Regions from separate parts of the Xenopus tropicalis genome. Here region 2 is linked to region 1. A link is a contact called in public Hi-C data. All regions are on one chromosome and are shown on one strand. Each heading gives the region's core, a stretch centred on a gene start, on an enhancer-like site or on the middle of the called end of the contact. The rest is flanking DNA. Distances are from core to core; before and after follow the strand shown. Region 1 holds the start of wif1 (WNT inhibitory factor 1). Region 2 holds the start of apmapl (adipocyte plasma membrane-associated protein).

What was found. A called contact is a pair of places that touch in the nucleus more often than the background predicts.
Region 2: a contact with region 1 is called in a Hi-C map of gastrula embryo, with 1.9 times the contacts expected there. The contact joins the promoter of apmapl here to the promoter of wif1 in region 1. A contact is called at or near these places in 2 of 5 Hi-C or Micro-C datasets (gastrula embryo and neurula embryo).

The regions. Positions count from the first base shown.
Region 1 is chr3:57,729,356-57,734,951 of UCB_Xtro_10.0, reverse strand. It overlaps wif1 (WNT inhibitory factor 1), which reads right to left and starts at 1,253. Exons shown (of 10, transcript NM_001112915.2): 1 at 1,055-1,253; 2 at 750-889. The coding sequence starts at 1,187.
Region 2 is chr3:57,904,556-57,909,874 of UCB_Xtro_10.0, reverse strand. apmapl (adipocyte plasma membrane-associated protein) reads left to right here and starts at 3,656. Exons shown (of 9, transcript XM_031898919.1): 1 at 3,656-3,724; 2 at 3,803-3,991. The coding sequence starts at 3,693.

The sequences.
Region 1 (5,596 bases), core at 4-2,503:
GGCTAAAATAACATGTTAATGCTTCACAGCATTTATAGTCAGTGGTTAGGTATCATCATTTGGAAAATGAAATTTTTATTTATTTGCCAAACAGTATACTACAAGAGAGCATTTGGTGTGTAGACAAAGTAAACAGAGACTGATTTGCTGATATACAGGTCAATAGACAGATGCAGTAGTACATGGACAGATGCAGATAGATATATTGAAAAAATTTTGATTGATACATATATAGATACAGTGATAGATAGGCGGATATAGATAGAAGAAATAGATCATAAGGTGACAGATACAATATAGATAGACAGATAGCTACAGATAGAATAAATTGATCATAAGATGACAGATACATTAAAACACATTGCTGTTATAATGATTCAGCCACACCTTCAAACTTTCACCCTTTAGGCTGAGCACTCTCAGCCACTGCTTTGAAAACCCTTAGGGGGGCCAGTCCCACAGTATAGGAACCACTGCCATAGACAGAAAGATGACAGAGTAGACATACATATAAAGAGATGAATAGATCTGGTGCATAGCGAGATTTGCAGCTACTACCTGAAGTAAATTAAAAATAGTTTTATTGTACCCAGTAGTGAAACTATTGCAGACCATTAAACATGCTACACTGGAAAAAATGAAGCCTACAGTTTATGTACAAGTGAGTTACAAGTGCCAACTTTAACCATTCTGTGGCATATACACCCTAAGCAATTCTGCTTTGAAGTCTCATATAAAAACTTTCTTACCTGCCCCGTTGCTTGCCAAGTAAAATTCATGGCATGGATATTGACAGGTATGGCTGGCATCCGCTGCTGGGCTTTTCTAAAATCATGAGTAAATGGTGCCATTTTCCCCTCTGAAACAATCAGAATATCCTCCTCAAAGCCTGTTAACAGGAATAAAGAAGAATATAACATCAGGCATTGCAAGGGGTTCTGGGGATAATATGAGGAAATCTGCCTTCTCAGTCTCTCTCAGTCATAAACTATGACTGTTCAGAAAGTAAGAATAGTATATATACACACACACACACACACACACACACATGTACCTATTAACACTCTGGCTTGGTGAGCATCAATCCACATGTACAAGCTGTCCTCCTGCTGCCCAGCCTCTGCATGTGCAAGAACAAACAGAAAGATGCTGCATAGCTGCGCTCCAAAGCAGCCTGTTAGAGGCATCGTGTGCAGTAACTTCACTTTATCTCCCTCAGCCTGGGGCTCTTACAGGCACTATTTACTTTCCCCTGTGTGTAGCCGAGCACTGCCGCTTACTGCTCCGAACTGACTAAGGGGGCTGGGTTTTGGCTGTTTGGAATCAATGAAGTAGTAAAGGAGGGGTGGGTGTGTGAGTCAGGAGAGGTGCCTCCTTACAACTAGCTGGCCAGCCCGGGCAGTCCAGCAGGGGCCGCTAGAGCGCATGACTATGAGCCTGGCTGTCCCTTTCTATGGCAGCACAGAAGGCTTATAGGCTACTTGTTCTCTACGAGAGCTGTCCCTGTGAGAGGACAGTGGGAGTGGAAGTCACATCAGCTGTATCAACATACAGTACCTCCTGCCAGTGCGGGCAGTCACTGCTTACAGTTATTCTTATTTGTTGGTTGTTTAAAACAGAGAGGCAATTTTGTAGTGTCTGGTACACCAATCCTTCTCTATGACGCAGGGAATCCCTGGGCCTTGCCTGAAATTGCTTATATGCTGCAACAAAGCAATTAAAAAAACTGTCTTCTTGAAAGAATCTCAAGTGGAACTCCACCACCCCCATTGTTTGTTTAATCCAACATTTTATTTTAAGCAACACTGTGCATTGTTTCAACAGTATTAATGAAATTAAAGTTATTTGTGCATGCAGCTAACATTGATATCAGGGCTTCAGGCAAGACTCCAATCCGCACAATTCAGTTCATGCATTTTCACAGGTCTGTTAATCCAGCTGCTTTCTGCTGCATTGTGTCAAGAGTCAGTACCAGCTGAACAGAGAATGGAAATGGCCAGAAAATGTTGCTTTCAGCAATCACAATTACACTCCCTAAAACCTTCGCACAACTGAAAAGCTAATTAGAATTATATTTTTTTCACTGTGCAAAGACAAATTGTATGATGTTCCTTTTTTATAACTTTAAAACATGTTTAAGTACACCTTCTGTATGAAAATCCATGCAATCACCTTTTTTTCTACCTTGGTGAATGGCTTCTATCATTAACTTCTGCGCCATTGTAATTGGGGGAAGACTAATATGATATTAACATTAAGTACTAGAAATAAACGTTTGTGGACCTTGCACACTACTTAGAGACAACTTTCTGCTGAATTCAACTGATGTGATTATCTATTTTACTGTCAGAAACAAAAAAGCTACCTTTCTTGGTTCTATTCAACTAATTTGAAAAAAATGATAAGCAATGCATAGTGCTAGAACAACAGTGAAAGCTTTAAATACAGAAATTCTGTGATAACATTAAATGTTTACATCATAACATCATTCCAAGAGATTTATTTTTAAGGTAGAAAGCCATATCAGGAACTCAACTGTTGCTGATACTCTGAGATGATATCTAAAGCAACACCCTACCAAAGGACTGGCTATGGATTTATCTAATTTAGTGCCTTGGACAATAAAATTAATGTAAGTTACTGTAAGTTACTGTATCATTGTCTAATATTGCTATGGGATCTATCATAGAGTATCTTTTTGACTTTGGGTTTTCTGGATAAAGGGGGTTTCAGTGAGAAAGGCTTTCTATCTATCTATCTAATCTATTTCTCTTTCATCTATTATCTAGCTATGTACTATTTTTCCATCTATCTATCATCTATCTATTTATCTATCATCTATTATCTCTTGAGTCTCAACATTTAGCACTTAATCTTGAATTCAGTTGTGCTATTATTTTATTATCTGTTCTATTAATGTATTGTTTTAATGTACTGTGCGTATATGCATGTTCATTTATAGTTAATGCTGCTGCTTTCGCCACCTATTGGTGATATCAACATTCTGCAGAAAATATTTTGTGAGGAAGCCGGAACATAGCTGTTAGTACTGTATGTAGTTCATTCATTTGGACCCCTGCTTGTTTTTAATGGGAATGCAAGGAAGATAATTAAATCCAGAAGGACAAGGACAAATTCCTAGACAGAGCAGGCAGCTCTAAGTATGTTTGAAGTAGAGCTATTTTACAGCCACAAGCCATGTTCAATTAGTGACTTTGCGGAGTGTGTGCTTTCTTTCCATAAGCATGCTAGTGAATAAATACCGCAGAGAATTCTGCCTAGTTGCTAGAGAACTACTTTCCTACAGAGTTTCAGTATTATTAACTTAGATTTGTTTGGCCCAAAACTGAATGAGATGTCCTTCTAAACTTATTGTTGCCCCAGACCCATCAGTGCTTTAATGCAGCCTGGCACCAGATTTAAGAATGCAGTTTTTCTAAAGTGATTTTGTTGAAAGGAAATAAGCAGGCATTGCTCGGGTCATACATCCTAAATCCCACAGACTCATACTGAAGCCACAAAAGTGATACTGGCAGTTTTTTTTTCTGTGACAGCCCTGCTACTGATTGTATTTGAATATCCAGCGCATATTTTACAAAGAAAATCCAAAAACATTAAAGAAAGAAAAAGTAACTAAAGCCTAAGAAACTAGCAGAACTTCTACACAGGGCTGCTTTTTGGTTGAGAATGAACTGATCCACTGGCCTCCGCTGCTTGTGTCTGCATTGACAGGCACTGTTGGTTTGGGTGCACACACATGGCTCAGATTTTGGCCTGGAAACATGAGTGTGCACATTTTATGCCAAAATGGCCATTGGAGCAGTAAGTGTTCCCTTATCTACTGCTTGGCATTACTCAGCATAATGACAAATATGTGAAGAGTGACAGAAATATGGATGGTTTGCTTAGTGGTTAGCTTGAAGGCCAAATTGTTTTCAAACTCAATGTGAACTGTGGCTCATCCATCAACACTGGCCAAATTTGCACATGTGCAGTAACCCATAGCAACCAATGGGTAATATGCTTTTTTTAGCCAGCTGCAGGTAGAACAATGAATGCAACAGTTTGATTGGTTGCCATGGGTTACTGCCCATGGGCAATTTTGCCCAGTGTTGATAAATGACCCAGTGTGTTTAGAAAACACACCTGTCTGGCATAAAAATGTACAGGGAAGTGTGCATTTAAGTTGCATGATATAGGGTACAGTGGGATACCTAGTGCAGATAGGCTTTATATTGCCTATTTGTCAGGTATTTAGTAATGATGAACACATTTTTTGGCACACATGGATTTGCAGTGAAATTCCGCAATTCAGAATTTGCAAATTTCTGCAGCACAAATTCACTGCTACAAAAACATTCTGCAAGAAAAAAGCCAGTTGACTTTAATGTAGAAACTTGAAAAAACGCCCATTGGCTTTAATGCATTTGGAGTGAGAAAAAAAAAGTTGGGCGCAAAAAAAAGTGGTGGATGTAAAAAAAAATGTCCACATGCGTTTTGCAAATTGTTCACCATTTTGCAATTTTTTCAGTAAAGCAAAACGAGACAGATTTGCTCAGCACTAGTAATTAGGTGACAGCTGAGTGTGGAGCTACCTGTATAGGTAAAAGGGGTGTGCTGTACTTTGGGGTTCTGGCTGTTCCGAGTGAGTGAGAAGAAGCCTGTGAGAGAATCAAGGGACCTGTAAAGCCTGGAAGTAGGCTGTGATGCCTGGCTGATAGAGAGAAATTCTACAGTACTCTGAAACTTACCTTGTGTTGGACCAGTGTGTTGGAGAGGCCCTGGGGCAGTAAGGAAGACTTCATTCTCAGCTGCATGAGACTGTTGCTGTGTTTTTAAGTGAATAATGTAATGGCAATTTCCTTTTTTTTTGCATTTTTGTGACCCTGTCTCTCCTCTGCATATGAAAACCACTTGCCTACCATTATAAGAGCTAATCTCCCACATCATATATTAAAAATGATTATAATTTCTTATTAAACATTACTGTTGCCAGTGATGTTGAAAGGTTTTTGAAGTATCAAGCAAAGGCAACACCACCCCCGGGATGGATCAGAGGAGGGTCACGAGAGGGCAGTCTATGGCAGCTGGATTCTGCCAACACTGCAATCAGAATGGGAAGAACATGGGTTTTTACAAAAGAGGCATGTTTTTCTATTTGCTATTGATATAAAATATTTATAGCAAAATAGTTTTATATAAATATATATGAAGGGTATATATATGAAATGTTCTTGGTAACTATTTCAACCATTATGGGGTATAAAGGCTTATAGGAATAATGCAATATAATGAGATAAAAGTGAGTTTAAAAAAACAGCTTTCTGGCTTTCTGGGTACAAGATCTAGGTTTACATTCTCGAATAACTAGCTGCTGTTGCCACCTAGTGGATACTTACCTTCAATACAATGTTTCTTATTTAAACAAAAATATAAATGTAAAGGTTGCTTGCAATCTTCGTAAAGGTATAGGACCCATTATCCAGAATGCTTGGGACCAAGGGTATTCTGGATAAGGGGTCTTGCCGTAATTTAGATCTCCATACCTTAAGTCTACTAAAAAATCAATAAAACATTAATTAAACCCAATAGGATT
Region 2 (5,319 bases), core at 2,407-4,906, 170 kb before region 1:
TAGTGTAATGTTTTCAGTTAGGAAATGTGCCTTTAGTGTCTTTAGGAGCTCATCTGGGTGATTTTGGACATTTGGCTTGTGCTGAATTGCTGCTGTACCATCAATATAACAAGATGGTAGTGGGCTGAAAGGGGTTAGATACTAAGAATTGTGTTTTAGCAGAAGCATCTGGCGGTACACCTGCAGGAGTAGTCCTGATTCCTGTTATGTTGCTGGAAGAGTCAGAGCACAGAAAGACACAGTAATAAACAAACAGTATCAGTGACATTTATACTACAATAGAACCACCAGTAATTTCCAGTTATGCCACTGTGACCCTGGGGAAACTAGACTGAATTGATGCCAATTCAAGGAATGCACCCTCTAAAGCTGGCCATACACGCATCAATGATATCGCATGAAACCTCGTTTTGTACAATATTCAGTGCGTGTATGGAGGCTCAACGAAGTGACTGATATCGCAAAAGGCTGCGGATATCAGTGGACTCGTCAATTGGCCAGGCTAAAAGATTTTGAGCGTCCGAGCAAAATCTACGTTCAGAGCTGAATCGCCAGGTGGAGGTAAAATTTCTATTGTTTCTACCTCCATATCTGACGATTCAGCCCTGAACGTCGGTGGAGGGTGGGAACGATTTGGTTGCACAAAAGATTGAAAGTGCTACGTGTATGGCTACCTTTAGTGGTAATAATACACAGCTACAAGAAAAACAAAAAATGAGACCAATTTGTACCCAGCAGCCATACTAAAATGCTCATATAGAGGCACAGGCCCCAGCCCCACAGTGAGCAGCTATTGGAGGCCGTAGGTGCTGTTATCAAACAGTGTCGATAGAGGAATTAAGGAATTGTGATTATATTGAAATAAAACCAGCAGATAAGGGCAGCAATGTGGTTCTAATGAATAAGTTAGACTATAAAAGGATGGCACTTGATCTCCTAACTGATAAGAACTGATAGGGTTCTTTTGGAAGAAGGTAAACTATACACAAGCATTCCGCATAATAAGGGACTTCAAGCCGCTAGACTTTTCTCACTAAGAATTATGGTGATGAGTAAGCTGCCTTCCTGATTGGGCTACTTTCTATTTGGTGGTAAGATTTACCATCAGACCAAGGGAACCGCCATGGGCAGTTCCTGTGCCCCCAGTTATGCCAATCTTTTTCTGGGTTGGTGGGAACAAGAAATTGCTTTAGGCTCTTCAAAAAATCCCTATCTTTCTAAAGTAATTTAGAGATATCTATCGATGATATACTGATAATATGGCGGCGAGGGGGGTAAAGATGAGTTTCATAGCATGATCTCTCACCTTAATAATAATGCTGCAGGCTTACACTTTACGAGTGAATTTGGAGAGGGCAAACTACCATTCTTAGATCTGTTGTTAGAGAGTGCTGCAACTGGTTCAATTGTGACAAGGATTTATCAGAAACCCACCGCTACTAATAGCCTCTTGAACTATACAAGCTTTCATCGACATCCCTGAAGAAGGGTATACCACTGGGACACTACTTGAGACTTAGAAGAAACTGTTCGGATATAGATGACTTTAAAATTAAAGCTTTGACTTACGCAATAGATTTTAACAACGGGAGTACCCGAGACATTGTCTAAAGAGGGCCTATCAAAGGGCACTAAACTCAGATCGGCAAACACTCCTGTATGGTTCCCAAGATGGGGGTAGTGATCAACCTCCTACTGAAATTAGATGCACTGGTATTTATAACAACCAATGGTCGAGTATTAAGTCCATTATGGGCAAATATTGGAATGTATTGAAAGGAGATCAGAATTTACAAAAGGTACTACCTAATAAACTATCAATAGTGGCCAGGAGATCTGTAAGTCTGGCAGATATGCTAGTCCATAGCCACTTTCAGGAGAAACACAATTCACCAACACATACCCCGACCGTTGGCTCTTACAAATGTCACAGATGTGAGGCCTGCCAGTATATGGAACCTAGGAAATACTTTCAAAGATCTGGTTCTTCGTATACATTTGAAATTAGACAATTTATCAATTGCCGCACGGCAGGGGTGATTTATGTTGGGATGTGTAAATGCCCATTGATATATGTGGGCAAAACCTTTAGAGAACTACTTAAAAGGGTTTTAGAGCACATTGGGACCATCATTAACAATAAAGACACTCCTCTAGCGAGACATATTTGTGATTTTCACAATTCAGATGTGAGAGCAATCTCTATTTGGGATTGAAAAAGTAAAACTTGGAACCAGAAAAGGAGATATTGAAAATATACTGTTGAAAAAAGAATGTCAGTGGATATATAGACTGAAGACTAAATCTCCATGGGGTTTGAATGAAGGATTCACATTCATCCCATTTATAGTTAGGAACTAGGACATTTTACAACTAATAATTTTTCCACCGTTGAGTAATAATTCATGTGAACATGTATGCATATATTATCATCTTTATTGAGTATCCATATCTATATTACATTATATTTTTTCTTTCTTTTACCTTTATCTCCAATTACCCGAGTGGCACTGACTAAATATCAATTAGGCGTCTAAATGATCCCTTTATCTGCAGGGGGCACTGCGAATTTGAATCAGGAATACCTTGAACAGTTGGCATCATCAGTAGCAGGATATTTATAGACAGAGGTATTCGAAATCCAACCAATGAAGAAGTCACGGGTAGTGTGACAAAACTCGTAGGATGTGGGACACAGGGGGAGGTCTCTCATGGACACTAGTAGACAGGACTGATCTGTCCAGACTTTGGGCACGGCTCCTGATAGCTGCGAGTTGAGGTGGGGTGCTGGAGTTCGGGTGGGTGATGGTCAGGAGGGATTAGTGAGGTCTGCATCGGAACCTGCTTATTAGTGCGGCTTCTGATAGCCGCTAGTGCTCCAACGTATAGCGATGGGTGTATCCCTCCGCTACTGCGCCTTCGCTATATTAGTGTCGGAGCCTGGGACACGGGGATAAGGGTGCTATTATGTGGAACTCGCGTAGTGGTTTTTGATACGAACCATCTTTACTTTGACTAAACACATGGGCTTTGGGGGTGAATAATGCTCATTGTATTTTGCAGTTGTCTGTTATAAACTTCAGTTCCACTAAAGATACGTTACCAGTGTGGTTATATAATATGTGATGCGCCATTTACCACCCATGATACACAGCCTGTGAGTGGCTCATCTGGCTGTTGTTCAGCTAATGGGCGTGCAGAGACCAGGCTGTGAAACAGTCGGCAGGATCACCTTATTGTCACTGTTTGTCATTCCCACTTTGGTCAGGAGTACTTGTACCTTTTGTGTGGGGACACTATTCTGCTGTATATTCTGTATATAGTGTATTATATGAATGACTTGCCCCCCCCCTACTTAACCCTAACATTCCGGTTTTGGCTTAATTTGGAACTATTAATTATTGTATGATGAATTATGAAAGAGATTAATTAAGAAAATCAGATAACCGGGATTAATTCATTGATTTTAGTTTAATTTTATGAAATTGGTGTGTAATGAATTTGGGTTTTGTTTTTAGATCTATGAAATATACTAATAAAGGTTACGTTTTAAGGCATAGCACAAAAAAATTCTCTCTTTTTTGTATTTGATTTGTACCCAGCAGCCACCCTAAAACGCTCATATAGAGGCACAGGCCCCTGCCCCACAGTAAGCAGCTGCTGTTATCAAGCAGTGGCGATATTAGAGTGTTATGTTGCCTGTAGAACTCTGGGAGAAAATCAGGTGTGTGGGAATGAATGGGAGAGAACTGCCTGAGGAGGAGTAAGGAAATTGTGTTTGTGCTTATTGTGTGTATTTAAGCTTTGCCCACAGGGAGCTGGAACCATGCACTCTGAGTGACCCCTCCGTACAGCCGCACTCGCTCCTCCTCTGTAGCCCCAGCACGGCGTTTCCAGCACAATCTTTTCTAATACATCCAGACTCCATCCCGAGTGATCGCACCCAATCCAGCTTATCCGTTCCGAAATCCTCCCACCGCCCAGGATCCATGTAAGAGGAGGCGCAGCGCTTTAGGCTCAGGGGAAACAACATGAACAGCTATGAGACTTGTAGTTCAGCAGCTACAGTCCTAGACAGGGGCGGTCTCCTGTTTAGCAGAGGTGCTTAGTGCTGATCGTTATAATGTAACAGAGCCATAGTAGTGCAGAGCTTTGTGTTTTTAGTGCAGAGAGCCGCTGGCGGGGCAGGGGAGGACACACGCTACAGTAACCGGCACACTCACATAATGCATCATAGCTTAATAGCAATGAGGCAGCCAGAACAGGCACATTGTGTCCTCCCCTCACCTGCAGCCTAGTCACGTGATCCCCCATAAGGCGGGGCACAAACGTCAAGTCAATTGAAGTAATATTATTAAAAGCAATGTCTGTCTGGTCCATTTAGTCTTTCAAAAAATCCAGATGGCAGCACTCCAATATATATGATAATAAAAGTGCCTTTAATAAGTAGTTAGGGCACAGAAAGCAACATTTTAAGCCTACATGGCTCTTTTTCAAGCTATATCAGTGCTATTTTTGTACTGGTGGTTTTCCCTATTAAATAATATAGGAGACATCAGCTGACAACAAACTTGTAAAGAAACATGCACAGCATTGCAGAAAATGGAGTCTTGGCTACAGGAGAGCTGGCTCTGGCCTCATTGTTGTAATACAGCAAAAAGCAAATGGCACTCAGGGCTTAGAGGGAAAATTCCTTTTTAAAAAAGATTTTATTTGCGAAACAATGCAACGTTTCGAGGCAAAAATAGCCCCTTTATCAAGCTTGATAAAGGGGCTATTTTTGCCTCGAAACATTGCATTGTTTCGCAAATAAAATCTTTTTTAAAAAGGAATTTTCCCTCTAAGCCCTGAGTGCCATTTGCTTTTTGCTGTTCTACTGGATTCTGGGAGGGTGCCGATCCCTCTGGCAGTGTGCACCGGGCGTTCTGATTTGGAGAGCTAGGGTGTGCGGAATAAGCCTCTGTTGTGCTCATTGTTGTAATAGTCAGAACCAGCAGTGATAGCAGACAATAACACGAAACAGACAGATATGTAGAAACTATATTTACCAATAACGTTAAAATCTTTGAACATGTGTTATTAATGAAATTCTAAGATAATTTCCAATATACATTGGTGTTTATTAAAACTGGGTAAGTTTGCACCTGGGTAGTAACCCATGGCAAACAAATGCAACTTTGCTTTTATTATTTTATCTGCAGCTGGCTGAAAAAAAAGCTAATCACTGATTGGTTGCTATGGGTAACTGCTTTGGTGACCCTTCAGACAAGAACCACATGGACTGAAGGGGCTGAATGGACAGTTTAAATCTGCATGTTT